Linked DNA regions of Mus musculus: regions 2, 3 and 4 are each linked to region 1. Evidence: chromatin contacts called from public Hi-C and HiChIP or PLAC-seq data. All regions are on one chromosome and are shown on one strand. Each heading gives the region's core, a stretch centred on a gene start, on an enhancer-like site or on the middle of the called end of the contact. The rest is flanking DNA. Distances are from core to core; before and after follow the strand shown. Region 1 holds the start of Slc17a4 (solute carrier family 17 (sodium phosphate), member 4). Region 2 overlaps Cmah (cytidine monophospho-N-acetylneuraminic acid hydroxylase). Region 3 holds the start of C230035I16Rik (RIKEN cDNA C230035I16 gene). Region 4 overlaps Carmil1 (capping protein regulator and myosin 1 linker 1).

Region 1 (5,284 bases), core at 1,428-3,927:
ACACACACTCACTCACACACACACTCACACACACACACTCACACACACCATAAACACGAATGAATAAAAGTTAAAGCAATAGTAGCAAAAATTTGTAGTCACCTCAAAAACTGAATACAAAGTGTAGGTGTGGGAATTGTTCATTCTGTTGCCACCCTCATGTGTATAAGCGTGTCAGTGTGTTTGTGTGTCTCTCTATGTGTGTAATGGAACTCTTATTTGCAGTTTGAACATACTGAGAAGAAAAGAGTAGATGTTGATCCAGGCTTGAACTTGGAGGCAACCATCTCAGAAGACTCAGAAGACTCAGAAGAAAGAAGCTACTGAACCAAACTCAGGGACACAAAGCATCTGAGATGAAAAGGCAGGAGGAATAACCCACCCAGATGTTATGAAAGAGGAAGAGAGGCAGGGCCAACTCATACTGGCTACCTGCAAGGGGGCATTTATAGGGCTACACATGTGCCCCATGGAGTTTGTTAGGGGTAAGTGGTAGAGGCAGAAAGGCATGTGTCTTTGAATCAGAGGGTGCAAGCTATAGCTATGGGTGAGCATTACAGACAGGGACCGTACCCACTGAAAGCTTGTGATGTCTTCACAGTAGCAGGTGCAAAAAATGCTAGGGAAAGACGTACAGGTTCCATGTCAACAAGAAGTGGATGACTTGAGAGAAATCACAAGATGCTCAACAGCAGAGGAAAGAATGAAATGACAGGAGTTAGCCATTCAGGGAAAGACCACTGAAGTCCTTAGCAGGATATTCACAAGATGCAGCAAGGACTATCCACCCAGTTAAAAAGATACTGCCTGCCTTACATCAGCCTCTATTGACCGAGCCCAGCCCTGGGAGAATTAGAAGCTTTAGTTAGGATGAGAGGAGAGGGGAGTGGCTGACAAAGAAAGCGAACAAAGGGCACCCAAACAGCCCCTTCATTCCAGGGTCCAGCCTGGAATTGGGAGAAGCTGTGTTTTTAGATGAAGTTTGGCTTTTTGTGCTCTCCATCGTATTAGGCCTATTATCCAGGAAACTGGGATTATGAAGTCTGAAAATGGCCATCTTACTACTACTACCTGACCATGAACACAGAAGCGGAGAGGCCGAGCAGATGTAAAGGGAAGTACCGTGGCCAGAGCTTCTGGTAAAGCAAAGCCATTCTTCTCTCGAGGGAATATGAAACATGTTCATATTAAAGATATGTAGAATGGGTCGGGTTTGTGCTTCCCTGTCTGTGCAAATGTTACCTAACACCCAGGCGTGTCGCTACTATAGCTGCAAGTGGACAGATACCGACAAGATTCCAGCTTACACCATCTGCAATTCAGAATAAAATTGACAAACAACTTAAATCCAAACCAACACTGGCAGAATGAAATGGGTCAAGCCTGAGATTGTGCTTGGAAACCTAAAACCATCTGCTGACTCTTGTTCACACCTTAGGGAGACTGGTTGGACAGAAGAGTCTCTCACTCATGGAACTGAAGACAGGATTCAGGCCAGCTTTTTCCTTTCTAGCTTTCCAGACCCTTGCAGTGACGCAATGCCTCAGAGTTCACCAGCCTCTGGCTCATTCACTGACCCAGTAAACATATGTGCAATAAATGGAAGGCTTGCTTCCGTGGCTTTCTCCAGCATGACTGGAGGTTTGCTCGCATGAGTGGCTCTGCGTCTACTTAAACAGAAGACCTTAATCTCTGGAGTTTGTCAGTTAGAGGAAGAGGGTTGGACAAGGCTGCTGAAGGGCAAAAGACATGACCACAGACAGCATGCAGGACACATGCTCCAGTGAGTCACAGAGTACAATATGATAAGAAAGAAAAACAAGAATGGCCTAGTTAGGAAGGAAGCAGAAGAGTACAGATGATAACAACTAAGGGGCTGACAGTGAGAACATACGATCTGCCTATTCTAACCACCCAGTCTGTTGGTATACCGTGGCTGTCTCTGAGCTGAGAGGGAAGTCCTCTCCCAGGAACATGACAGCAAAAGAAAAGAGCACTCTGGACCACTGCATAAAGCCATAGGGGGTTTTATTTGCTTCAGTCCCCCATTCTCCCATGAAAATTCTGTTTACTCTGGTTTTTTTGTTAATTTGACCTTTGAAGCCTATTAAAAATATTCTTTAAAACAACAGGGTGTTTTGGTTTGGTTTGGTTTGGTTTTTTTGCCTCAGTCTGTTTGGTTAGTGCTGTTTCTACAAACTAGTGTATCTCACAAAAACAAGTTAAATGCATGAGTGCTTTGTGCAATTTTCCAGCGTCAGTAACCCTAAGAAATGCAAGACCTGACCTTACGATTGGTGTTCCCTTCTAGTTGCTTCAGACAGTATTCTCTCTCCCTTTCTCCCTGTTTCCTACCTTTCCTGTCCCCACCCACCCACCGCTGGCTTTTGTCTCCCTCTTCCATGTCTGTCTTCCTCCCTCCCTCTCCTTCTGGAGTTCCTATAGACCTCGTTTGTTTTAGGAAAAAGCAGCCTCCTGTCTCACTTTTCACAACCATCTCCCAAAAGAAACCCAGTCCTGCACACCACCTATAATCTCAACAGGAAAAGGTCCGTTCCCACACCGTCAGAACCAGAGCAAGAACTGGAAAGCAAACCTGAGGAAGGCGGAGAGCCGGCTCTTGGCTGGGATCCTATCGGTTTCTCAGCTTTCTGCAGCTGTCTAACCCAGAGGAGTGAATTATTACTCAGGGCCTTTAGCTTTTATCTTACCAAATGGAGGCTTTTATTGGCTCAACCATTTAATTTTTAACTTTGTTTTATTATTTAATTGATGACCTGACCATGTTCACTCTATCTTCCTCATACTTGAAGTTCATGTGAAGTCACATACATCTTCCCAGATTCTCTGTGGGTCCTGCTACTACTCTTGCTTGCCTCATTTTTAACTTTTACATTATATGTGATTATTTATGTGTTAGAGTGTGTGTGGGTAAGTTTTCACTTATTGAGGTCAAAGGACAGCTTTCAAGACTGGGTTTTTCCCTTCCACCATGTTGATCTCAAGGTCACAATTCAAGCTATTGAGCACAATGACACTTATCTTTCCCTGCCAAGCTATCAGGTCAACCCTCTGAGCAGCTCATTAATGGCATCTTCATCATCTATGATCTCAGGAGTACAATAATCTTCATAGATAGGGTTACATCTTGTCTCTTAAGTGGCTGTTTTCCACCATATCCATGTTTAATAGAACTAATTTTACACAGAGAGCAGCTATAGGCCTACTGACCTTATAGAAGCCAGACACTTAGAGCTTAACATATTCTCAGGCCAGAGGCTTACTGCTCTAGGATTAATCTAGTGGTCTCAGCACTTGGTCCTCAGCTTCCAGCAGTGGTGCACACAACAGAGCCAGCGACATCCGGGGCTGCAGCTCTCGTACAAGCATCCAATCTTGGGACCTACGATGATAGATGTTGCGCTGTTTAGGATTCTGAGCTGTTGACAGACTCTTTTGCAGCTAATGGACCCGTGGTATCTGAGACCCTTTTGGTAGGTCTCTGGAACTCTTCCAATGACCTCATTTTCCTGTCTTCAGCTCTTCCTGGCTTTCGTGATCTCTGCCCTACCATCGCTGCTACCTTTGCTGCCTCCGCTGTGACCAGTGCTGCTGATTGATCCACGGTTGCAACTGTCACCCTTAAATCCTCTGTCCCCTCACCCTTCCTTCCTGTTACCAACTCATCCTGCTCTAAAATGATAAAGATCAAGCACAGGTGAGAATAGATCACCTGAGAGTTCTATCTTAGGCCTCAGGCTCATGCTGCTACATCAGGATGTTGTCTCTCACCAGAGTGACAAAGTGAACCAAACAACCTGTTAATGTAGCCAGAACAAGGTACAGCAAGGAGTCTGCCCTGTCCTCCAAACATTGCTTCTTCCAAATGAACCACACTTGCATCCTCCAGAGGGGCCTCTGCAAATGGAGCATTGTAGGCGCCAACCATAGATCTCTTTGTGGTCAGCAGTCTCTGGCTAGTGGGAGGCTTCTGACACAGTCTGGGAAATGTCAGGGCTATGTCTGAGCAGCTGGCAGCTGTGGCTGATATATTACCTTCTCAAGTGTTTTGTGGGGAATTCAAAATAGCAGAGCTGGCATGAAGGGAGGGTTGCTGGCTGTGGAGTAGACAGTGCTTCTACCAAGGCAACCAGAAGAATCTAAAAATTATTCATTAGGAAATCAAGTGGGCCTCAATACCTTAGCTTATTTAAAAGAAAAATGAACACTCTAAGAAGTGCTTATAATAAAAACATACTGTTAACATTAACAGGAATTTAACTATGATATAACAAGGCTTGACTCCTGCCTTGGTAACCCAGGAAGGGGTGGGTCCTTCAAATCAGTCTCACAAGAAGACAAAGAGCAACAGTATTATGCTAGGGAGAGGATGGAGTGAGGATGGATTGAGAAGCAGCCAGGATTGTGGGGAATAATCCCAGCACCCAGGATTCAGAAGCAGGAAGATGATGGGTTAGAAGCCATCCTGGGCTATATAATGAGTTCAAATCCATCCTAGACTACATAGTGAGAAACTAAATCAAACAAGAGCCGGAGTGTAGCTTAGGAGTAGAACATTTGCTTAGCATACGCAAAGCCCTGGGCTTAACTCCAGACAGAGGGAGAGAAGGATGGAAGGAAGGAAGAAGAGATAGAGAGAAGAAGAGGGAAGAAGGCACATTAATAAGCAAAAAAAGAATTCTCATAGGATTAGAAATAATCTCTGCCTATACTACAAAAAATCAGAACATATGACTATAATGACTAATATATCATACCAAATAAAAATAACATATTTTCCGAGTTTTTTTTTTTTAAAAAAAAAAGGCCTGGTGGTAGTGTCACTAGCCTTTAATCCCAGCACCATGGAGGTAGAGGCAAGTGGATCTTTGTGAGTTCTAGGCCAGGACAGCCTACAGAAGGAGTTCCAGGACTGTACAGAAAAACCTTGTCTTAAACAAACAAACAAAAACAAAACCATAAGTGAGTATTGTAGCCTACAACATGGAACTGATTTCTTGAGTGAAATGATCCAAAGGGATGGGGTAGAGAATATATAATAATAGCCCTATTGCTACTTGGGTAAAGGGAATGAAAAATTATAAAGAATATAAATGGATTTTATACATAGAAGATTATAATAGAAGAAAAAATTAAAACTGTGAGGCAGTTTGTAGCACCGAAATTTGTAAATGTTCAAAATTTGATAAAATAGAATTAGAACTTAGGGAAATACTGGTTCAGATCCATGGTTGGTGAGTGAAATGAACTAAACGACTCTATC
Region 2 (5,284 bases), core at 800-3,299, 490 kb after region 1:
AAATAAAAATTTATATATAAAATATAAAATAGAAATAAATTGGAAAATTGTATAAACACACATATATTTAAATCATGTGAATTAAAGGGCATTTGTGCTAAATTTACACTTTAGTGGGTGCTGATTTATCTATAAGCTAATTTGGAACTATACAAACAATATGCAATCATAAGCACACAGGCAGATATGATATACGATACGTACCTGTACACATACATAAGAATAGTCAAAGCCCCAAGATTTCATAGCTTCACTTAGAATCATCATTTGCTAATTTTCAGAAAGTTAAACCCGTGGCGATGTGACTGCTTCCTTCAGGGACCTAGGCAATCAATCTTTAATCGCAAATGTATTCCTTCAAACATAGGTCTTTTTGCAAAAGAAAATAATAGTATGTACATCTAAAATATCAGAGCATAATGTAAATATCATTGAGAAGGCTTTAAAAGTCCAATGTGGCAAAAAAAAAAAAAAAAAAAAAACAAAACCCAAAATCTGGGGCATGTTCTAGATACTTCAGTGAGTTTCTTTTGCAGTTAGATAGTACTGGGATTAAAGGCGTGTACTGTTGCGGCCAACCAGCAGCTCGAAACGAACGGTTCAACTGAGATGGCAGCTCGGGCTGAAAGAGAGGAACTAGACGGACAGAAGAAAGAACGGAGCCAAGTCAAAAGCAACTCTGATCAAAGCTCAATTTTACTAAATCAGCACGCAGTTATGTAGGAGAGGAAGGGGGGGCCGATTCCCGCCAAATAGTCTGGGGGACCAGTAGCAGGGTGACCACGTGGATGGCTCCAAACAGCAAAGCGGCAGGTTCCAGCAGTGGGCGTGGCAGAACGATTGAGCAGGCAAGCTCCATCCAGGTGTAAACAGAGGAACCCTAAAGCTGGGGGAGGGGAGGCTACAGTGTACCACCAAGGTGTCTCATGCAATTAATTTTTGAAATGGTCGGTTAAATGTCAAAGGTCCTATTTTGGTAGCAGTGGCACAGCTAAGTGACAGAACCCCTATGATCCTGTTGCTGTCTGTGTGGGTAGCAAGAAGCGAGTGGACATTGACTGCTGCCTGACTGTCCTGGTGCTGGCCCTGCCACACTCCTGGTGGCCCTGGGCACAGAACTCTGTTACCTTGCACATCAGGTGTGCTGTCTTCTCACTGCAAAGCTCAGGGTGGCCATGAACAGATGACAACAGAAAATGTTATTGTAATAGTGGGTGGGAAGCAGCAACGTTGTACAGCAGTCACTGGAAGATGCTTACATAGTCTGCCCGAAGTTGGGACACATTGAAAAGCAAGTTGAGTTTACTGCTCAGAGAGTGTGAATGCTTCCAGTGAATGCTCCTCTGCTGGGAGAAGTAACTGTAGTTAATGAAGTGTTTGCAGAGCATCTGTTATGTCAGATGATCAAGATGATGCCATGAGGCCCTTGACTCATTGCTGAAGGGAGCACGTGTAAAATCCATTGGGGAGTTTCTATGCTACCCTCAAATATATGGGGTGAAGTAACTTGCTCCAGCATGCTTGCCTTCAAATAGTAGTGGATAGACAGGCTAAATGATCTTTATCATTCCCCTCTCTTTCTCCCCCTCCTCCTCTTCCTCCCCCCTCTCTTTCCCTCCTCCTCTCCCCCTCCCCATCCCTGTTCCTCCCCCTCCCTCCCTTCCTCCCTTCCTCCCCTCCTCTCTCTCTCTCTCTCTCTCTCTCTCTGTGTGTATGTGTGTGTGTATGTGTGTGTGTGTGTGTGTGTGTGTGTGTGTGTAACCTCCTCTCAATAGTATTGCTAGGAAAAAAAAACAGCTTCTGTAATGAGAATTCTGGTTTCTTTAAAGACTCAGTTATGCTATGTGAATATGTTTTTGTTTTAATCCCAGGTGTGGAATAAGAGGCTGTGTCACAGCAGGTGATTATGACTTTCCTCTTGCACTACCAGGGGCATGATTCTTGCCAGTTGCAGATAGTTAAATTCTGAGGACTCTGGAGAAGGTATAAACAGAAGAGCCCCAAGGGCCTGTGGTGGCTGCTGCTTCCTGCTGTTGCTTTTAATAGATTGCTGGTTTACCATTGTTGGGTTTCTGGACATTGATATTCTGACAAGGAAGATCTCTGTCTTGCCCCTAGAGACCAGATGCCTCTAATTAGCAGGAAGCAGCCTAAGGAGATCCATGCCTGACCTACCCAGTGCTGTGGGGTTGAAAGGGTTAGAGTGTAATAAGGATTGAAAGAGTGGTAGATAGAAGAATTCAATGAAATAGCAATATATACGTGTGTGTGTGTGTGTGTGTGTGTGTATGTGTGTGTGTGTGTGTGTGTGTGTTGTGCCAACAAACTTCCTAATGGGTGCAGGTAAACATTATGCACTTCTCTTTTGATCATGCCTTAGACTCAGTCTTTGGACCAGGGACTAGGCTTTGTTATTCAGAATTCAAGGTATTATCTACAGTAAAAAGTGCTTCTAAGAATTCTGTATTTTGGGATAGCAATGTTATTATAAGTCTCACATAATTTGGGGTGTTTTGTTTTGTTAGGTTTTTTGCTTTTGTTTGAGAAAGAGCCTTGAATTTATAGAAACCCATATGCCCCTACCTCCTAAGTTCTAGGATTAAAGGCTGCTCCCAACACATATAATATTGTAACTTGTCTATGTCTACCCCTGGGTTTATGTCAAAAGACTTAACAATCTTCCCATTGAAAATGTCTGGGTTGGGCTGGAGAGATGGCTCAGGGGTTAAGAGCACTGACTGCTCTGCCAGAGGTCCTGAGTTCAATTCCCAGCAACCACATGGTGGCTCACAACCATCTGTAATGGGATCTGATGCCCTCTTCTGGTGTGTCTGAAGACAGTGACAGTGTACTCATATAAATAAATCTTTTTTTAAAAAAAAGAAAATGTCTGGGAGTGGAATAAATTGTATGCTATACAGTGTGATATGAAGGACTACTGCCTTAAGCTCACAATATGTTGCACTGGCTGCTGCTCTTTTATGCAAAGCAAGAGGCTTGCAGAACAAGAAGAAACAAAATATACATCTTCTCCATTAAAAAAAAAAATCATGAAAGTTACAGGTTAAGTATAGCTCTCCTGCCTAATCAGAGTAGCTTCTTTTTAGTAGCAGATGGAGACTATTATGGAGATCTGCAAGTTGGTCAAAAGGCAAAGAATAAATGGTACTAAGATGCCCATCCCAATCTGTGCATCTACAATGCAAACCTGATAACTACGGCTTAGAGAACATCATGGAAGGAGCAGGCAGAAAGATTGCAAGAGCCAGAGGTCCAGGACACTTGCAGCAAGATCTCCTTGACAAGATCGAGAAGTGGTATCTATGAAATCTTATCAATATGGTTGTCTAATGAAGACTTGCATAAGGACAGCACCAGGTGACATGCTAGCACAGATATGGAATTTCCCAGGGCTCCACCCCTAGGAGAAGAACTACAGGCAATAGTGGCTGCAGAGAGCAGAAGAATTTATCTCTCCAGGGATGATCTCCCTGATAGGTTTTCTAATCTGAAGTGGTCAGCCCTAAATACGTGTATATATTGGGTGTATAATCTATATCTGTCTATGTAACAATAATAAACAAGGATCATGAATTTGGGAGGGAGTAAGGAGAAGTAAGGGAGAACTTGGAGGGGGCAGAAGGAGAGGTAGAAATAATGTAAATATAGTACTCATGTATAAAATTCTTTAAAAAGCAAAACATCTAAATTTAAAAAATCATATTTTGATAACAGATTTAAGTGAGTCCTTTTGCGGGCAACCAGAACGGAGAATTTGTTCACTCTCTTAGACCTCGTCTGAAGCTTTTTCTTGATAGGTCTCTATGATTACCCTCTCCTCCCAGATACAAACTCTCTCTAACCACACCAACCTGTGAGGAGGTTTTCCAGCCCCAAGACTTTAAGGTTAAGATGCAATTTTTACACTTTTAGTTAGCCACGGCATGCCATTCTAATCTACCCAGTCCTTAGGTACTCTGTCATCAGTCTTGTTCACCAACTCTGTCCAGCACTGTCCATCAGTCTAGGGGAGATTTCTTAGTAGAAGGCTTGGAACATCTTCAAAAATCCATCTAGAAACCCAGTGGCAGGCCCCAAGAAGCATTCTCCCTTGGGATAAGTTTCTGGTACTACAGGAGCTCCTGGAGAGACTATGTTTTTATCTGGAGTTGGGTAGCAGAAGCCCAGAGTTAACAAGCAGAACATCCTATGGGAGATGTTGCATGTAGCTTTTCACTACCCCACCTAAGCTCTGGAATTGGGTCATGTCACCAGCCCCCTCCCAGCTCCCCTTGAATCTACGGATAACACACACACACACACACACACACACACACACACACACAAGCACACACATATACAGAGTTGTTTATTTTCAACAACTGAACAACTGTTGGCAATTGCTGGGTACTACTACCTCCCACCTAGAAAATCATACCTTTAATAATATCTTTATCTCTGCTCCTCTCACCTTTCCTAAACTTCAGGCCCACAGTCAGTAAGCAGATGAGACATGAATGACAGAGCTCAGCTCAGTTTCTTTTTTTATTTTATTTTATTTTATCTTATCTTATTATTTTATTTAAATTTTTTTATTACATATTTTCCTCAATTACATTTCCAATGCTATCCCAAAAGTCCCCCATCAGTTCAGTTTCTTATTGGTTTCTTTTTATTCACCCTGGGACCCAAATCATAGGGCATATTCAGGGTATCTTCCCTTCTTAGTTAAATCACATGTCCAAAGGCAAATCTGGTCGCATTGATATTGAATATCTATCCAGAAGAGCTTTAGACTTGTGATTTTACGGACTAGATATATAGACCAAATAGAAATCCCTGGGTACTAAAGGGATACTCATAAGATATGTGACCCTGAGAAGCTTGAAGGGTACATTAAAGCTAAGCATGTTGATGGCCACCAGAAGACCCTTCTGGGTTTGGAAGATGGGATAGTTTGAATATGCTTGGCCCATGGGAAGTGGCACTTAAGAAATGAGTTAGTACAAACTGAGAGGCTGCTGCCATACAATGACAGTCTGAATTGAAATCAGTTTCCTTTGCCATACTATGATGACAAGCACTGTTCCTTTTGTTGGCAAGAGAAGTAGGGACTGCTGGATGCTTGTGGATGGGAAGGCCCTGAACATAGCTAGCAAATAAGATTGGAGCTGTGAAACTGCGAGAGCTGCTCAGACATCTTGTTCATGACAGATACCAACTCAGAGTAGAAATTTGCTAATGTAGGGGAGAAATAAAAATTCAGACTGTGCAAGGAAAACCA
Region 3 (5,284 bases), core at 1,614-4,113, 480 kb before region 1:
GGCTAGGAGCAGAGACTGCATAGGCAAAAGGCTGGAGAGCTGAAGGAGGGCTATAAGGAGCTGGCACAGTCTAGGTGCACCAGAAAGCCTCTGAGAAAGAAAACCAAAAACCATAACACCAGCAACAAAGTCAGAAGCTAGAGATGCTTACAAGCTCTGCCCAGATGCTCCTGCTTCAACCACTTCAGTTGCTGAGATTCCGGGCGTGGGTCTCTACACCCATCAGCTGTCATTTTCAGAGATTCCTCCTCAATAGACTCTGCTGGTAGTGGGGAGGAAAAGAGGGAAACAGTGACCAGTCTCTCTTTTATAACCTTACCCCGACCTTTTCTCAATACTACCGTCCCAGATAAAACGACCACATATTCTAGCTATGTGTAGAACCGTCACAGGTGGGGCAGAGTGTGGTGGGGACACACTATGCAAAGGGACTGAACTGATAATTACGTTTTGCTTTGGGGTAAGATTGGCCTGGTCTCATAAATTTTTTGCTAAATGTCAAGACCAAGGGGACCCAGTGGCTGTTACATATATCTAATTCCTGGTTTAAAAACAGAATACAACGACCCATCAAAACACTCCCTTCCTTCGAGCCGGACTCGAACCAGCGACCTAAGGATCACCAACGTTAATACTCTACAGTCCTCCGCTCTACCAACTGAACTATCGAAAGCCTCAGAAATAGGTACATATTTACTGTATATATACTCATATACTCTGCAATAGTGTATATACTGTCTATATATTCTGCTCTACTGAGCTATTGAAAGATATATGTAGTATATACATAGTAATATTATATGGTCTCGATTTTGCTTTGTTGATGTTATAACTAGGTGTTCTCAAACATTGGATATATTCTATATAGTGATGCTCATGGTTTCCTGAGTATATATAAAAAACAAGAAAGACAAAAAAACTAGTAAGATTCCCTGTCCTTGACCCTTTCCTAGACGTTCTGTAGCCGCCCTGTCCTTTCTGATTACCTCCTTTCTCTTAGATTTATCTAGATTTGCTAGATAAATGATATGGTTACATCAAGTACAAGACCACCAGGGAAGCCAGTTGTGGGTTGTAGACAGCCATGGCCAGTGTATTTTGGTGCTTGGGTATTTCTTCCTGAAAGTCAGGATGTGGCACCATTTAGCAAATGCCGAAACTTCAGTGTGAATTTTAAGATATTCCTCATCTTCGACCACAACTGAGCATTTGGGAAGTTAACAACCAGTCCAGTATTACTGGAACCCAAAAATTTGTTCCTGCTGGAAACCTCTTACAGCGAGTGTAGTCACACAGCAGATGGATCTGAGCCTTGGAAATGGGCTAGTCTTTTGATCCTGTTCCATGCCTACACTTCTCAGTCATTTGAAGGATAAATAGAGGTCAGATTGGGCAGATTCTGTCTGATAAGAAGGAAGAATCTAGACAGTGGTGAGTGTCAGCTCAAGTCTGACTATAAGAGGAATAACAGTGGGTTTCGTTATACAATTTCAGCATGTGAAATTTAAAATCTCTTATGTGGAGGGAGTTTCTTCCCACAGAAAACCATTCTCTTTTTGTCAACCCTGACTGTAATAAATAAGCAAAAGAGAAAAGCTAGTGTTGCGGGTGGTCTAAAGTCCCTGGAAAGACCTCGTATGGGCTTTTTGCACAGTTCAGAGACATGGGGTCAAATTTCGGGATGTGTGTTTCTTTTTCTTTTATTTCCTTTCCCTATTTGTTTATTCATTTATTTCTTCATATTTACAGGACTTGTTTTCTAGCTCTGACTAGCTGGTATTCATGAAGCTATCCAGGCAGGCCTCCAACTCACCCCCACCACCCACCCCCGCTGCTGAGATACACCACCCCACAGCTGGCTCTAGAATCACTGACTTAAATGTTTCACTTTCTCTCTTTTAGTTCTAATTATCTTGCTCCGATTTTATTGAGTTTTAAAGAAATAAACATTAAGCCCACAAGCAGAAGTCTTTTTGACGAACTTTCAAAAGAAGAGGCAATTGGACTTGTGCTTGTCTGCTCGAGACCTCACCACAGCCTTATCTGGAACCTGGAACGGGAACCTGGAACCACACCTGATACTGGCACTCCGTAAATCCAAAAGGAAAAGGACAAGTTTGCATTCTCCCTTTTTGCAAATTTTTTTTTAGGCCAAAATCATATATGTATCCACTTCTAATCGAAGGTAATGGAACGTTTCTGAAAGAAAGCAGAAGGATCATGACTCCGGGGTCATCTTCAACTACACAGTGAATTTCGGGCCATGGCTCTACCTCAACAAAATTACCAGTTTCTCGATATTTTCTTTGGAAAAATTAATTTTGAAACTCCTCGAAACAGTGCCTGCAGGGAAGAGAAATTAACCAGGACAGACCCTTTCACTTTTGGCCATGTGGCCTCCGGCAGTGATTTTAAAAAAAGAAGAAAAAAAGAAAGGAAGGAAGAGAAGAAAGGAAAGAGAAAGAAAGAGAAAGGAAAAAAAGGAAAAGAAAAAGAAAAAAAGAAAAAGAAAAAGAAAAAGAAAAAAGGAAGAAAACAGCCAGACAAAGGACTGACCTTGATGAGCGAGCCTTCTGGAGCCGTAGAGACCAAAGAATCGATTTCTGGATACTGTCGTAAAAGTTAGAGGACCTGAGGGATGTGAGGATTGGTGCAGACCAAGGAGTGAGTCAAAGTCGAGCCCAGGGAACTAGATTGCTTTTCTCGGCCGAATGTTTAATTCCCATCTGGCATCTGGATTCTGTGCACAAGGTCCCAGCACCGTTGTTTCCGTGCTCTCCGCGTCCTGGTCCATTTGTACGCACCCCTGTGCGATTCCCAGAACTGGCGGTACCGTCTTTCATTTATAGAGGGCGCAAGTAACCCCGGGACTGTTCCGTGACAACCAAGCCACAATCTCACTTTTTGCTATGTAAAACAAGATGGCCTCAAAGAGGGGGCAATTCTCCTGCCTTAGGACTTCTTTCTTCCCCTTCCCTGCAGTTCTGGGATTATAAAACACCAACCCTAACTCAGGAAACTCTTTCTTAAATACTCCATTTTACTTTCTCCACTTCAGTTTTTATCATCTTGTTCGGATTTTATTAGACATAAAAAAAATCATATCAACAAACACACTAACACCCCCTCCACCCCACCCCCACCCCCACCCCACTCCCACTCCCACAATTTCTGTTTGATGAGCTGAAAATAACAGCGAGCATTGAATTACATCCAGTTATCAAAAGGGAGTAAGGTAGCAGCCACTTACCATCAGAAGGGGAATTAGCTCAAATGGTAGAGCGCTCGCTTAGCATGCGAGAGGTAGCGGGATCGATGCCCGCATTCTCCAGTTTTGCATTTATGCCTGTTTCTTTTCCCATCATACCCTGCTAGAACAAGAACAACCAAATCCGTTACTTCTAACCTCTATAGTTAAATTTCAGAAGTTCTCTCAGCAACCCGGAAGGGCCTAGTTCCTACCACACACTGTTCTCCAGGAAATGGCTTGGAGCTCTGGAGTTGGTATTTCCTGTTTTCCTATCAAGTTCTCACAGCTTTCCCTTTGTTAACGCGCAAACGCGTTCCCTTTGTTGAGACAGGGAAGCGTATATAGCGGTGTTTGGATCTAGGTCGTTTGCTTTTTTTGTTTCAGTTCAGTTACCGGCACTGGAATATCCCGGAATACAGCCCAAGATATGGAAAGAAATGTAGGACCAGCTCTTGTGGGTTGGAACTTACTGTGCCTTGCAGAAACGCCTAGTCCAGGACTATCTAATATATTTTATATCCGAGGCCCAAACGTTATCTTTAAAGAAAAAAATTGAACTATTTTCTATCTTTCTGAAAATTATTTGCTTAGAGAAAAGTTCTGACACATGGGATGGAAGGTACAAGAAATTGCAAGCACAAAAACCCTTGTACAACTTTCGATATGTTGAACTGAAATCTTTGTCAATTACTTTGTCTTACTTAATATTAATCTCTCATTGACACGATTCTACAGGTAACTGATTTTGAGAGCAGGAGTAACGCAGTTTAAAAGGATTAGCACAAAATTAGCAAATATGCGCTACTGATAGGTGAGATTTTCTTTCTTTTTTTTTCTTTTCTTTTTTTATTTTTCGAGACAGGGTTTCTCTGTATTTTCTTTGAACTAAATCTCCTCTTGCATTTCTCCCCTAAAACTGCCATTCCGTTTCCAGCAATGCCATTTGTTTTGTTTTGTTTTGTTTTGTTTTGTTTGTTTTTTAAGAGAAACGCTCTAGCAGCGTTTTAAAGCCCTTGCAGCACATTAAAATCGCCTGTATAACTTTTTAAATTCGCATCCCCTAGGTTGTAAAATGTCTCCAGGTCATTCTGATTTACACCAATTTCCCCCCAGACTCTTGAAACAAAACCATCGTAACATAGTTAAACCAAAAGCTTGAAGGAACAGGATTTTCCTCCTGCCGTGAGGTGATAGGAAGATGCCTACTGAGAAACTTGAGCCTGAGGTCCAGCTGCTGAGAACGCTCTGACTACTGGAGGGCGCGCGTGCCCCACCGATTAACCACAGGACCTGTATTCACTCTCGGCCACTGGGCGGGTTCAGGAGCACACCCGGCCCCAAACCTCGTGTCTACAGGTCGTCGCCGGCCCCTTTATTCCAGGGCACAAGGATCTCCAGGGGTGGGGTTATGTGATCTATGACGTCAAAGCCTGCTTGGAAGTATTAAAAACTATTACAGAGAACAAATTATAAAATCTACAGTCACTACTTTGCACATCGAGAGTAGTATTGAGGTCAGTCAAATACGAAAAGTCCCGCTCAATTCTTTCGGAAACGAGCTCCCAGACGCTAAAAAAAACAAGGGTTCCTTCGAGCCGGATTCGAACCAGCGACCTAAGGATTTCTAGAACAATGACCTACAGTCCTCCGCTCTACCAACTGAGCTATCGAAGGATCCACGTGTACTTGCTTCCCTACTTGGGATGCCATCTCTGCGTGATGGTTAGAGTTGTATCAATCATTGTGCAAGTAACAGCTGCCTCTTACTTTTTAGTTTGCATTTATTCATTCTCTTATTTTATTTCAGTATCTCTTCAGAGCCAAATTTCTGTGACTTGGCCCCTGAAGAAAACGGAAGTTTGAAAACCAAGGAAACAGAAGCAAAATTATTAAGGGCTTTGAGAGGACCAACTTTTATTGCGAATTTAAACAGCTCGTTTGCCCCTGTTTGTCAGCAAGATTTGAGACATGTTAGTCTGTAGTTGCAGCAAAATTCTATGGTTGGTCCGGATGTGGTTGAATACACTTTTAATC
Region 4 (5,284 bases), core at 1,438-3,937, 350 kb after region 1:
TCACTGTTAAGGTCCTTCTTAGCCATGACCTGTTTCTCCATACCCTCCACCCATTGCCCCCACAGATAACAAATCCAGTCCTCCATGACAGCCCTTCTCTATGTAAAGGCTATTCAGCACCACAAAAGCAGTTCTGCTACAAAACGCACATCACAGGCAAGACGGAATTTATTATCAAAACCTTTCTCAGCCCTGTTCCTCAAGGTCTTTTAAGCAGAACTGTTTAAAGTATCTTTTAACAGTTACAATATAAAGGGTGATATCTTATGTGACAAACCAATGAAGACAGTCCCTGGGAAAAGGACTTCATTGTTTGACCTAAAACCAAGCAATTCCAAGTCACTGTGTTCCTCCTTTATTGTGCAGCACACAGCTTCTCTGCATATACAAAATACTCAATACTAAGTAATAAGTAAAACATATACATAGTCTCAGGTAATACAGGATAGGCTCAATTCAAACCTCCTATGTAGCCCAGGCTAGCCTCGAAATTCTGATCTTGTCTCCACCTCTCTAGTACTGGGACTACAGTCATGTACCACCATTCCCACTACAATAATTTTTCATGATACACTTCAATAATCTTCCCAAAGAACAGAATGAATGGATAGACGGATGGATGGGCCTTCTTCACATTTTTCCCCAGGTGGTTGATTTATAAAATGTCACAGACAAACATGACGACGGCCCAAATTCTCATAAACATACTACTCGTTTGCACAGAGGATAAAATACCACAGCCATAGCCTGTCTGTCAGCTTTCTGAGGTCCTCGGGACTTGCTGGTATGTGACATACGAAGCAGGGCTTCAGGAGATGCAGAGCATCCCTGCACTGGATGGAGAAGGTGCTAAGGACAGAATGGTGAAGACACCACTGAAGTCTGAAATGAGCCTCTACCTGGAGCCACAGAGGTTTCCGCTTCACAGGCTTCAGGCGCCAGCAGGAAATCGAGTCTTTCCTGGTTTTCTCAACAACTAAATGAAGCTCAGGTAATAAGTTTACTCATTAAAAATAATCAGTATTGCAGAGCCAAAGCCCGACCGGTATCTCAGCATTTCTGAGATAAGACAGGAGGATTAGGGGTTCAAGGTCATCCTAGGCTATAAAGGGGTTTAGGCCAGCCTGCAATTCATGAATTTCCATTTCCAAAAAAAAAATAAAATAAAATAAAAAAAGACTAGACACACAGCACAATTGTAAAAGTGTTTGCCCAGCACTAACAAGCCCTCGGTGTGGTCCCAAGCACTGAAGAAAACTGAGCTTGACCATGCATGCTATAAGCCCAAGCCCTCAGGAGGTAGAAGCAGGAAGATTGGATGTTCAGGGTCAGCTGTATACTAACTTCAAGGCCAATTTAGGTCACATGTGATCCTGTCTCAAAAAAAAGGGGGGGCATGGGGGGATGCTGGTGAGATTATCTCAGTGTGTCATCCAGGACCAGGTTTTGTCACCTGACCACTTGAGTTTGATCCCCAGAACACACATGGTGGAGGGAGAGAACCCACTCCACTCCTACTTGTCCTCTGCCCGCTACACACACGCCGTGGACACGCCACATACGCACACATACCCACGAGTAATACATGCAATGAAAAGCTGAATAAAGAAAATAAAGCTAGACATAGACATAGTGGCTCAAACAAGCTCAGCATTTCAAGAGCTGAGACCCATCACTAGTTCAAGTCTAGCCTGGGATACAAAATACCCTTCATGGCTACAAACACACATTCACATTCACACAAAAAAGAAATGAAGGATCAGTACTGAGAACATAAGAAAAAAGTATTTCACTTAATTGGCACAAATATTTGTACTGACTAGGTTTTTGTTTTGCTTTCTTTTGTTTTTTTTATGTTTGTTTGTTGTTTGTTTTGACAACTTGATACAAGCAGGGGATTATCTGAGAAGGAACTTCAACTGAGAAAATGCCTCTACAAGATTTGTCTATATTATTGCGACTTTGAGATGACATGCTTGGTTGCTATCCCTGGGAGGCCTGCCCTTTTCTGAAGAGAAATAGGGGAGTGAATGGGGGGCAAGGGGGCACTGTGAGGAAGGGAGGAAGAAGAAACTGCAGGTTGGGATGTAATACAAGGGGAAATATGAGAGAAGGGAGGGAGGGAGGGAGGAAGGGAGGGAGGGAGGGAGGGAGGGAGGGAGGGAGGGAGGGAGGGAGGGGAGGGACCATTAGCCTGTAAACAAGCCTGAGAGGTAATTGATGAGGAAGGGTCCCTGGAGTGTACAAAAAACAAACTGAGCAAGTCAGTAAGCAGCACTCTTCCATTCTGGCTTCTGCTTCAGTTCCTGACTCTGGGTTCCCGCCCTGACTCCTAGGGCGATGAGCTGATATGTAGAACTGGAAGCTGAAATAAACCTTTGCATTAGAAATCCTGGCAAAGACAACGTCTCTCACAAAAGAGGAAGACTATCCTGTTGAGCTGGAGCTGAGGTGAAAGTCCATCTGATATCCTGCTTTGTGTGCCGTGTGTGTGTGTGTGTGTGTGTGTGTGTGTGTGTGTGTGTGTATGTGTGTGTGTGTGTGTGTGTTATGCAAAAGATGAGATCAAGCCTTCCCAAGCAGGAAATAAATTGCTCTCTCAAATGCAGAGCAGAAGAGGAAACAGGAGGAGCGCCTTACCTACTGTGCTATGACTCACTGTCCTAAGGCCACAGTGGCAGGAACACAGTGCCACCCACGTGGAGGGCCAGGAGAAGATGTGCTTGTTCCTTTAGCATCGGGAACCTTCAGGGTTAGGAACTGAACGTGTTGGAAAGCAGAACTCAGACGGTCCCATCCACAAGCCCCTAATGGCCTTCTGGCTATAATGACTGAAGCAGGCTGGTTCAAAGGCTTCCACGGGCAGCTGTGTGCAGCTGACAGGCCTCCCTTCTAGTCTCTCTTATCAATCCTGCATCTTGCTTTATAGAGCTAATTAAAGTTGTGCTTGATCAGATGTGGCTGCTGAGCAGAGTCTCTCCAAGGCCCTGCCAAACCAGTTTGGGTTTGATCTTCATAGTTCAGGTCTCAGTCTTTCACTGGGCAAACAAGATTTGCATCTCATGAGAGAGACCATCATTAGGACCAAAACACTAGATAAAGAAATACAATCGACTGTTGTGGGGCCCGGCCTGCTGCTACACACCTGTCACTGAAGCAGTTGTGGATCAGCAGCTCATTTGGGGCTACATAGGCAGTTCAAAGCCAGCCTGGGCTACATAAGAGTCTCAAAAACTCAAAAAGGGAAAAAGGAGAAAGTCCTGAGGTTCTCAGTAGCTTCATCCTCAGAGACACTGTTTTGAGAACACAGATCTCTGTTGCACCATTAGCTAGAACCTGTTTTGGATTGTTTGTTTGTTTGTTTGCTTGTTTGTTTGTTTGTTTATTCAGGCTGGCCCTGAAAACAGGTCCTAAACACAAGCCCAGATGTTTTCTGGTGGGTCTTGGCCAACTCACTCACACCTGAGCAGCCAGGCAGAACACTCTGCACGTCCCCTCGCCAGCTTTGACAAACTTATGTGGAAGAACCCAGACTTGGCTGCATACAAAGGCTTCTAGGCTTGTGTGTTCTCTGGCTTTAAAGGGAAGAGAGAGAGAGAAGAAATGGCAAACCAGGAGATGGGAGGTACCAGCCAACAGGAGAATATATGTCAACCATTCCAACTAGAAAGCTATCCCTTTAGGCTTACTAGAGTTTTGTAAGATGAACCATAGACTGAAATCAATTCTGTACTCCCTGTATTTCAGATGCTGGTTTGTTCGTTTCGTTGCTGTTATTCTGTTTGTAAGACACAAGAGATCACATTCCCCATAGGATATGGTTCCTATCAATACATTTTGGCAGGAACAGAAAGAGAGAATTCAACTGGAGGATTCAGGGGTGAGGGTCTTCACAGGTAAGAACAGCCTCACACATAAAGAATGCCAAGGCCCTGGACCTCAAGAACGGATACCATCAATGGGGCTTCCTGAAATATGCCCTAGGTGATATCCTTTGGTAAACTATTAACAGGCTGAAATGAACAGCTTGCGGCTCCATCCCTAGGCTTCACCTATGCTACATGAGTACAGTACCATTCACTGAGTTACCTCTAACCCCAGCCCCTTCACAGTGCAGTGCTCACAGGTAAAGAGTACTTCTGACTGTCCTTGCTCTGAGTAAGCCAAACATGGGCTGCAAAGACCACCAGCCTTCTCTCTATCTTATTTGTTTCTCTGTTTGCTTGTTCGTTTGTTTGTTTGTGTTAGAAAGGATTCCACATAGCCTGGAATGGGAAGGTCTAGAACTCACTATGTAGCTGAAGATGATTTTGAGCTTCTGATCCTCCTGCCTCCACCTCAGAAGTGGTGGGATTACTGAGTATATCAAGCTCAGTGGGTCACTTGCGTATTCCAGTCTCTCCCAGTAGGAAGGAACAGTGACACCCAGGGATTGCCTCAGATCACAGAGCTCTCACATAAGGGTACCACAGAAGTAAACAGAAGAGGAAGTAGAAGGCTGGGAGCCAAGTCAGCAACTTGATTCAGGTGGGCCTGGAGGAAACTGGAAACACTGTTGATGGATGCCTTCTTTGAAGGCCTTTGGCTAAGTTGAGCATTACCATTTTCAAGGCAGCAGTGCAGTGACATCATCTAACTCCAGCCTCCTACACACCTCATGGGTCTGGATATGCAAGAGCTTAGATGTTGGTGTCTTGGGTTCTCTTCCCCATTTTGTTGCAAACACCAAACAAGAAGATGGGAAAGGTTCTGATCCAATAGGCATGTCAGGGAGTGAGTAGGACTGGCTGCGGTTGGCCCACACACACTTGCCCTATGCTCAAGTGAACCCCGCTCCCAGCCCAACCAGAAAAGCCAGAATGAGGAGGTTCAGGTTCAGATGTCCGGAACACTGTTAAAAGTTTCTAGCCTTGCCGGGCGTGGTGGCGCACGCCTTCAATCCCAGCACTCAGGAGGCAGAGGCAGGTGGATCTCTGAGTTCAAGGCCAGCCTGGTCTACAAAGTGAGGTCCAGGACAGCCAGGGCTATACAGAGAAACCCTGTCTCGAAAAAAAAAAAAAAAAGAAAGTTTCTAGCCAAGTATGGTGGCTCACCATCCGTAGTCCCAGCACACAGGAGGCTGAAGCTGGAGGATTACTGTTTCTTTCCACCAGCTTGGGACATACAGTGAGTTCAAGTCCGCCTACATCATAAGATTCTATTTCGAGACAAGAAAACAGCCAAATCTGAAAGGAGCTGTGGAGACTTCCAGATAAGATAGTAGACCAGAGGCAGCCTCTGTGTG

What was found. A called contact is a pair of places that touch in the nucleus more often than the background predicts. HiChIP or PLAC-seq counts read pairs in DNA pulled down with a chosen protein or histone mark.
Region 2: a Hi-C map of B cells shows a contact between it and region 1, with 3 times the contacts expected there. The contact joins the enhancer-like site here to the promoter of Slc17a4 in region 1. A contact is called at or near these places in 9 of 39 promoter capture datasets (the C10 cell line, the HPC-7 cell line, cranial neural crest and 3 more) and 2 of 484 Hi-C or Micro-C datasets (B cells and pre-B cells).
Region 3: an HNF4G HiChIP or PLAC-seq map of pancreatic cancer cells shows a contact between it and region 1. The contact joins the promoter of C230035I16Rik here to the promoter of Slc17a4 in region 1.
Region 4: an HNF4G HiChIP or PLAC-seq map of pancreatic cancer cells shows a contact between it and region 1. The contact joins the enhancer-like site here to the promoter of Slc17a4 in region 1. A contact is called at or near these places in 4 of 39 promoter capture datasets (cranial neural crest, liver, maxillary cranial neural crest and 1 more), 1 of 115 datasets of contacts at active chromatin or transcription factors (pancreatic cancer cells) and 2 of 9 other capture datasets (embryonic stem cells and macrophages).

The regions. Positions count from the first base shown.
Region 1 is chr13:23,912,330-23,917,613 of GRCm38.p6, forward strand. It overlaps Slc17a4 (solute carrier family 17 (sodium phosphate), member 4), which reads right to left and starts at 2,678. Exons shown (of 12, transcript NM_177016.3): 1 at 2,597-2,678.
Region 2 is chr13:24,401,207-24,406,490 of GRCm38.p6, forward strand. All of the region lies in intron 2 of Cmah (cytidine monophospho-N-acetylneuraminic acid hydroxylase), which reads left to right. Among named protein-coding and RNA genes, the nearest start is that of Gm11342, 28 kb to the left of the region's middle. Within about 2 kb of position 2,050, at least 35 of the 459 cell types and tissues checked have an H3K27ac peak or open chromatin away from gene starts, as enhancers often do. A contact at or near this core is called in B cells, the HPC-7 cell line and pre-B cells, where this site is marked.
Region 3 is chr13:23,428,154-23,433,437 of GRCm38.p6, forward strand. C230035I16Rik (RIKEN cDNA C230035I16 gene) reads right to left here and starts at 2,864. Exons shown (of 4, transcript NR_015492.1): 1 at 2,557-2,864; 2 at 2,076-2,199; 3 at 152-259. It overlaps n-TAagc13 (a tRNA gene), which reads left to right and starts at 3,259; the gene lies at 3,259-3,331. n-TYgta6 (a tRNA gene) reads right to left here and starts at 673; the gene lies at 585-673. n-TYgta7 (a tRNA gene) reads right to left here and starts at 4,924; the gene lies at 4,837-4,924. It also overlaps Gm40833.
Region 4 is chr13:24,258,569-24,263,852 of GRCm38.p6, forward strand. The region is part of intron 2 of Carmil1 (capping protein regulator and myosin 1 linker 1); the gene reads right to left. Among named protein-coding and RNA genes, the nearest start is that of Carmil1, 20 kb to the right of the region's middle. Within about 2 kb of position 2,688, at least 62 of the 459 cell types and tissues checked have an H3K27ac peak or open chromatin away from gene starts, as enhancers often do. A contact at or near this core is called in pancreatic cancer cells, where this site is marked.